Regions from separate parts of the Zea mays genome. Here region 1 is linked to region 2. The links are chromatin contacts, called in public Hi-C maps. All regions are on one chromosome and are shown on one strand. Each heading gives the region's core, a stretch centred on a gene start, on an enhancer-like site or on the middle of the called end of the contact. The rest is flanking DNA. Distances are from core to core; before and after follow the strand shown.

Region 1 (2,700 bases), core at 172-2,671, 300 kb after region 2:
ATATATAATAATTAATAGGCTTTACTCATTTTTAGTCTCTAGAACTAAATAGGATTTTGTTTTTTCCCTAAAGTTTAGAAGAGTGGCCTTCAAACAAACAGACGTGTATAAGGGCATGTATAACCCTATTTATATAGGGCATGTTTGATTTGTTTAGTCCATAGACTAAAGTTTAATTGGGGTACTATAGTTTAGTCTCTATCATGTTTGGTTCCAGGTACTATAAATATTTATAACACATTAAATGACTCATAAAAAGACCAAAATGTCACTTAACATTCTCTCGCCATTAATGCACCTAAAATAAACGAGGGCAAAAGATGAAATTAATATGGTTTAGTTCCTTTTAGTCACTCTTTGAGGGACTAGTGACTAAATCAGTTTAGACCCTGTTTTAATCCCACCATTTTGGTAATTTAGGAACTAAATGATACTAAACGGATAATGTTTAGTCTCTCAAACCAAACAGGGCCATAATCCTCTGGAGGGTTAAATGAAAAAAATATAAGAGATGAGCTTGCCCTCGAAGAGTCTGTTTCTACATGACACTTACATATATTGTCTTTTAGCTGTATTTGTGATCTAAATATCCACAATTATATTATGAAGTATCTCTTGTATTTGAAAAAAAACCAGATCTTTTGAGCTATACATGCCCTAAAACAATGAAAAAATTTGCAAAATCAATCGTTGGTTGGCTGGTTGGTTTGCGCAACTCGGACTGATGGTGACTCCCGAATCCGATAGAGGGTTGAGGCCGGTAGCGTGAAACCGACCAAAAACTATGGGTGTTTAAGGATTCATCCTGTGCGTGGAAAACGAATATTTGCATCCAAAGTGAAAAACGAAGCGTGGGAGAGTAATTAGTCATGTACGGGACCATCTAGATCAAGAGTATGCTAGTTCAAAATGAGGTTCAAATACTTCAACACCAAATATTTACATCTAAAGTGAAAAACCCTTAAACATTAAGAATTTGAAGACTGGAGGGCGCGGAATGGGATATTCCGTCTGTTGTCGAATTCGATCTGTTTAAAAGAATTGAGATCTAATTTATATTCGAGTTTATGTACTCAATATCCCATCTATATACAATTATCCGTATCTGTATTTCCAAAGTTAGATTTTTAAAATATTGATATACATTAAATCTTATCTGACAACTTAATAATATCTGTATCTGATCTAAATCTTAAGAAAAAAATGTGAAAATAAATAATATCGCTCCGTATCGGACCCCATTACACACTAAAAAAACCATCCCACTGCGCCGTGGCGGCTGGCCTTTCCGCTGCGCTTTCCCAATTCCCACCACCGCTGCTGCCAGTCTGCCACAGCCCACAGCCAAGCGCCAACCCCCACTACGCCCGCCTCGGGCGTGCCGGCCCGAGCGACTGGGACTAGCGCTCAAGCGCTGGGCAGCTGGGCGTGCGAGCGAATAAACAACGCCGCCACGAGAAGAGAGGAGAGCAGAGGGCAGTGGGGAGCTCGGAGACCGAGGGAGGCGAGGAAAGCGGCGGGTGCCGGGCCGCCCGCGCCGGTGCCGAGGTCCTCGAGTCGACCCCTTACGTCTGTCCCCCGCTTGCCGCCACCCGCTCGTGGTCCTTCCATTTCCGTTTCCTCCCCCGCATCCCTTTTTAATGCTCGTCGTCCTCCATTCTGTCGCCGCTGTGTTCGTGTCTCTCCTCGCTCCCCGATCGCTGCCCCTGGGCGCCGCGTTCGCCGCCGGATCTGGGGGCGGGACGGTGCCCCAGACGAACCGATGGCGCGGGCGGCGCTTCGATTGGGCGTGCGCGCGCTCGCGCTCCTCGTCTTCGTATCAGGTGCGCCCTCCCCCTCTTCCTTGGCTCTCGCATGTCTCCTCGGCAGTCGGCACGTCCGAACTCTGTTCTGCGGCTGCGTTCGCCGTTTTGATCGAGCGATTCATTCGCTGGGACTGTTTCGGCGGGGTGCGCTCGTTGAGCTGGGAAACACACCTGCCTCGGATTTTGCGCTGTTTTTCGACTAATCACTCGTCCGTTCGGGTGGTGTGGTGCAGTGGCTCTGCTTCCACTTGTCAGTTCCGACGATGGGTACAGACACTGCGAGGGTGTCGTCAGGGGCTGGGCGGATGCCTCGTCTGGGCGCGTGAAGGACGGGGACAAACTGAGCCTCAAGGATTTGCTCTTCTTCCTCCACATTCCTAGGACTGGAGGCCGCACCTACTTTCACTGGTACATTCGCTGGACTGGACATCACTTTGATCCACAGTAATCTACATCCCGCTCATGTTTCATGCCTTGGCAGCTTCCTCAAAAAGCTGTATACGAACGCGCAGGAATGCCCGCGTTCTTACGACAAACTACGGTTCGATCCAAGGTGAGCAAAGTTAGCTCTCTACTTTGCTCAACTGCATCACCATGCCATTTGGGCAATTCGACAAACCATATCTGTTTTATGAGCACCACATCAGAGTTCTTAATCATAGCACTGTTCCCGTGAACTGTCTGAATCAGTTAAAAGAAATGTGTGTCTTCTTCAAATTCTGGGTGCCATCTGCCCTGCTGTTTTTAATTAATTAATTAATTTTGTGGCCTTTATGAAAAATGTTCTTTGGAAATACTCCCTCTAGGAAAATTATCTTCTATTTTACAAATTTGGATCATGAACCAAATAATTTCAATGAGATATATGGTTTACTGCATTTCTGTCTAGTGAAAT
Region 2 (2,874 bases), core at 247-2,746:
CATGTGTAAGTTATACCCTTTATTTATGGCAAGTGATCTGACATGGTTGATGCTTGCGTTGCCATCTTTCATCCTTTCAGACCACACACGGGGGCAGGTGGGGCTCGAGCCCCCTACCGCTCCCGAGCAAATAGTGCCTCCCCATATAGCTTCCCGTAAAATTACATCCTACATTTCTCATTATATATTTTATATTTTCATCGTTCATCGATGTTTCAATATGAAACTACTTTAAACTATGGTATTTGTATGTTGTGAGCGGTTTAGTGAGATTATATCTCCGTTGAGCATAGTTTAGCCTCTCCTAAAAAATTTCTTGGCTCCGTCTGCGTTGAGCATCGTCCCTACATCGTTAGTGTACCGGCAGATGGATCGGAAATCGGATAGGGTGACCCCAACACAGCACCAGCAGCTAGCTAGCAGGTGGGGCTCGAGCCCCCTATCGCTCCCGAGCCAATAGTGCCTCCATCCCCATATAGCTTCCCGTAAAATTACATCCTACATTTCTTATTATATATTTTATGATTTTCATCGTTCATCGATGTTTCAATATATATAACTACTTTAAACTATGATATTTTTAAACTATGATATTTGTATGTTGTGAGCGGTTTAGTGAAATTATGTCTCTGTTGATCATAGTTCAGCCTCTCCTAAAAATTTTCCTGGCTACTTTAAACAAAAGGGCGGCGAAGCTAGCTTTAGTTTATGCGGCAGATGGATCGGAAATCGGATAGGGTGACCCCAGCACAGCACCAGCAGATAGCAGCAATGAAGAATAATACCAGCAGGCGGACATTATTGTAGCAGTATATGCACAAGAAACACCCTACACATACATATGCTGCCCGGGCAAATCACTGTGAAAAAAACACTAAAAAAGGTGACCATGAAACTTGCGCCTGGTTGGCAGACATACTCTCGACAGATTAGTTGGAGCTAGCGCTACGGAACTGATCGTCGAGAAGCTAGCATGCAGCAGCTGCGCGCTTAAGATTCAGATTGAGATGGACAGATAGACGTGTACGTACGTGCGGTCTGCAGGAGCTAGCTGAGGAGAAGCTAGCTAGCTTCTAGCTGCTATGGTAGCCACTGCTTTTGGGCCGCGCGCGAGGGTCAAAAGCGCGCGCGCGATGCGGATGCCCCGGCCCCGCGCGCATCCAGCATACTAGTTCTGCATATACCGAGTGTGCATAGCTAGTGTCATCAGGTCCACACAAGAAGAATTGGAGATAGAGAAAATGACTGGAGATTCTATGGGGGACATGCATGTGCTACTAGCAGACTCAGACAGCAGCAGCAGCAACAAAAACTATTAGGAACAGCACAACGACATAGCCAGCAGCTAGCCACACACAGTAGTAAACCTTAACTCATATCAGCCAATAGCATGCAGCAGCAAGTTGGTGACGGTACCATGCATCATATATACTCCTGGTGAGCTTGACGTACCGGCCACCGGCCACTATATAAACTGGCCATCGATCATCAGCTAGCTAGCCAGCAGCAGGTAGTACCTTGGCCAAACGACTTAGCTATCAAGCTCGACCGAAGCTAAGCTACCAAGCTAGTAGCCTTCTTGGTCACGTACCGGCCGTTGTTGATTGCAGCGGTCAAGCACACACAAGCTAGGCAGCTAGCTAGCTAGAGCTAGGGTCGTCGGATAGATCGACATGGCCGGCAGGGACAGGGAGCCGCTGGTGGTTGGTAGGGTGGTCGGCGACGTGCTGGACCCCTTCGTCCGGACCACCAACCTCAGGGTCAGCTACGGGGCCAGGACCGTGTCCAACGGCTGCGAGCTCAAGCCGTCCATGGTGGTGCACCAGCCCAGGGTCGAGGTCGGGGGACCTGACATGAGGACCTTCTACACCCTCGTACGTATATATATATACACGTCGTTTTACTTCTCTTCATTGGCTAGCTACCTAGCTAGCTAGCTAGCTTATGATCGTACGTGATGCCATGCATGCTTCGTTCTTCAGGTGATGGTGGACCCGGATGCTCCGAGCCCAAGCGACCCGAACCTTAGGGAGTACCTACACTGGTAAAATATTTATACGTACTCGTCCTGCACACACTCGATCGATCCCTTCACTATCTATATATGTATACATACATATGTTATATGTTACAAGTAAAATCTCATACTCCCTCCCTCCGTTCTTAAATATATGACACCACGGTTGATCTTTTTTCTTCAAAAATTTTGACCACTTGTTTTATTTAAAATAAATCATGAATTATTATTTGTTTTGTTGTGATTTGCTTTATCACTTATGCACCGTTTGGTTCCTTGGAATTGAATTTCATTCTAATAATAGTAATTTGGTTTTATGCAAAATATATTTGTATACTATTATTAGCAAGATGTCAGAGATATTTATGTGCTACATTTTTAATATAGAGGAGTGAGCCGAAGAGCGTCCTATAATTTGTAGTGTAGAAACAAATTCTACTAATACATAAAATCATTTCTCATCCTTCACCAAATGAATTTGAGATAGGTTTATATCTAAACTTTAGAAAACGATGGATATTAAATTTCAAGCTAAATAGGTTACTTTTCAATTTCTTTAAAATGAATGGATACAAACGTCCCGTTAAGATAATCATTTAAAATTTTTACATTTTCGAATAAGTATTTTTAATTAGACGAGTGGTCCAAATTTTTGAAATAAAAACTCAACAACGTCATATATAGTTGGTTGGTTGGTCATGTCATCTCTGATCTACCGTCTTCTTTCATGCAGGCTGGTGACGGATATTCCGGGAACTACTGGGGCAGCATTTGGTATAAATCTGTCACTCCGTCCGGTCATAAACTGTCTGTTTGTTTTCTGTCTGTCTGTCTGTCTGTCTGTCTGTCTATACAAC

What was found. Hi-C and Micro-C count contacts between places; a contact is called where the count stands out from the background.
Region 1: a contact with region 2 is called in a Hi-C map of tassel, with 2.8 times the contacts expected there. The contact joins the promoter of LOC100280275 here to the promoter of LOC100127524 in region 2. A contact is called at or near these places in 4 of 25 Hi-C or Micro-C datasets (bundle sheath, ear, leaf and 1 more).

The regions. Positions count from the first base shown.
Region 1 is chr6:85,961,990-85,964,689 of Zm-B73-REFERENCE-NAM-5.0, forward strand. LOC100280275 (Protein-tyrosine sulfotransferase) reads left to right here and starts at 1,422. Exons shown (of 12, transcript NM_001165575.2): 1 at 1,422-1,823; 2 at 2,039-2,213; 3 at 2,287-2,358. The coding sequence starts at 1,763.
Region 2 is chr6:85,657,533-85,660,406 of Zm-B73-REFERENCE-NAM-5.0, forward strand. LOC100127524 reads left to right here and starts at 1,497. Exons shown (of 4, transcript NM_001112781.1): 1 at 1,497-1,874; 2 at 1,983-2,044; 3 at 2,751-2,791. The coding sequence starts at 1,674.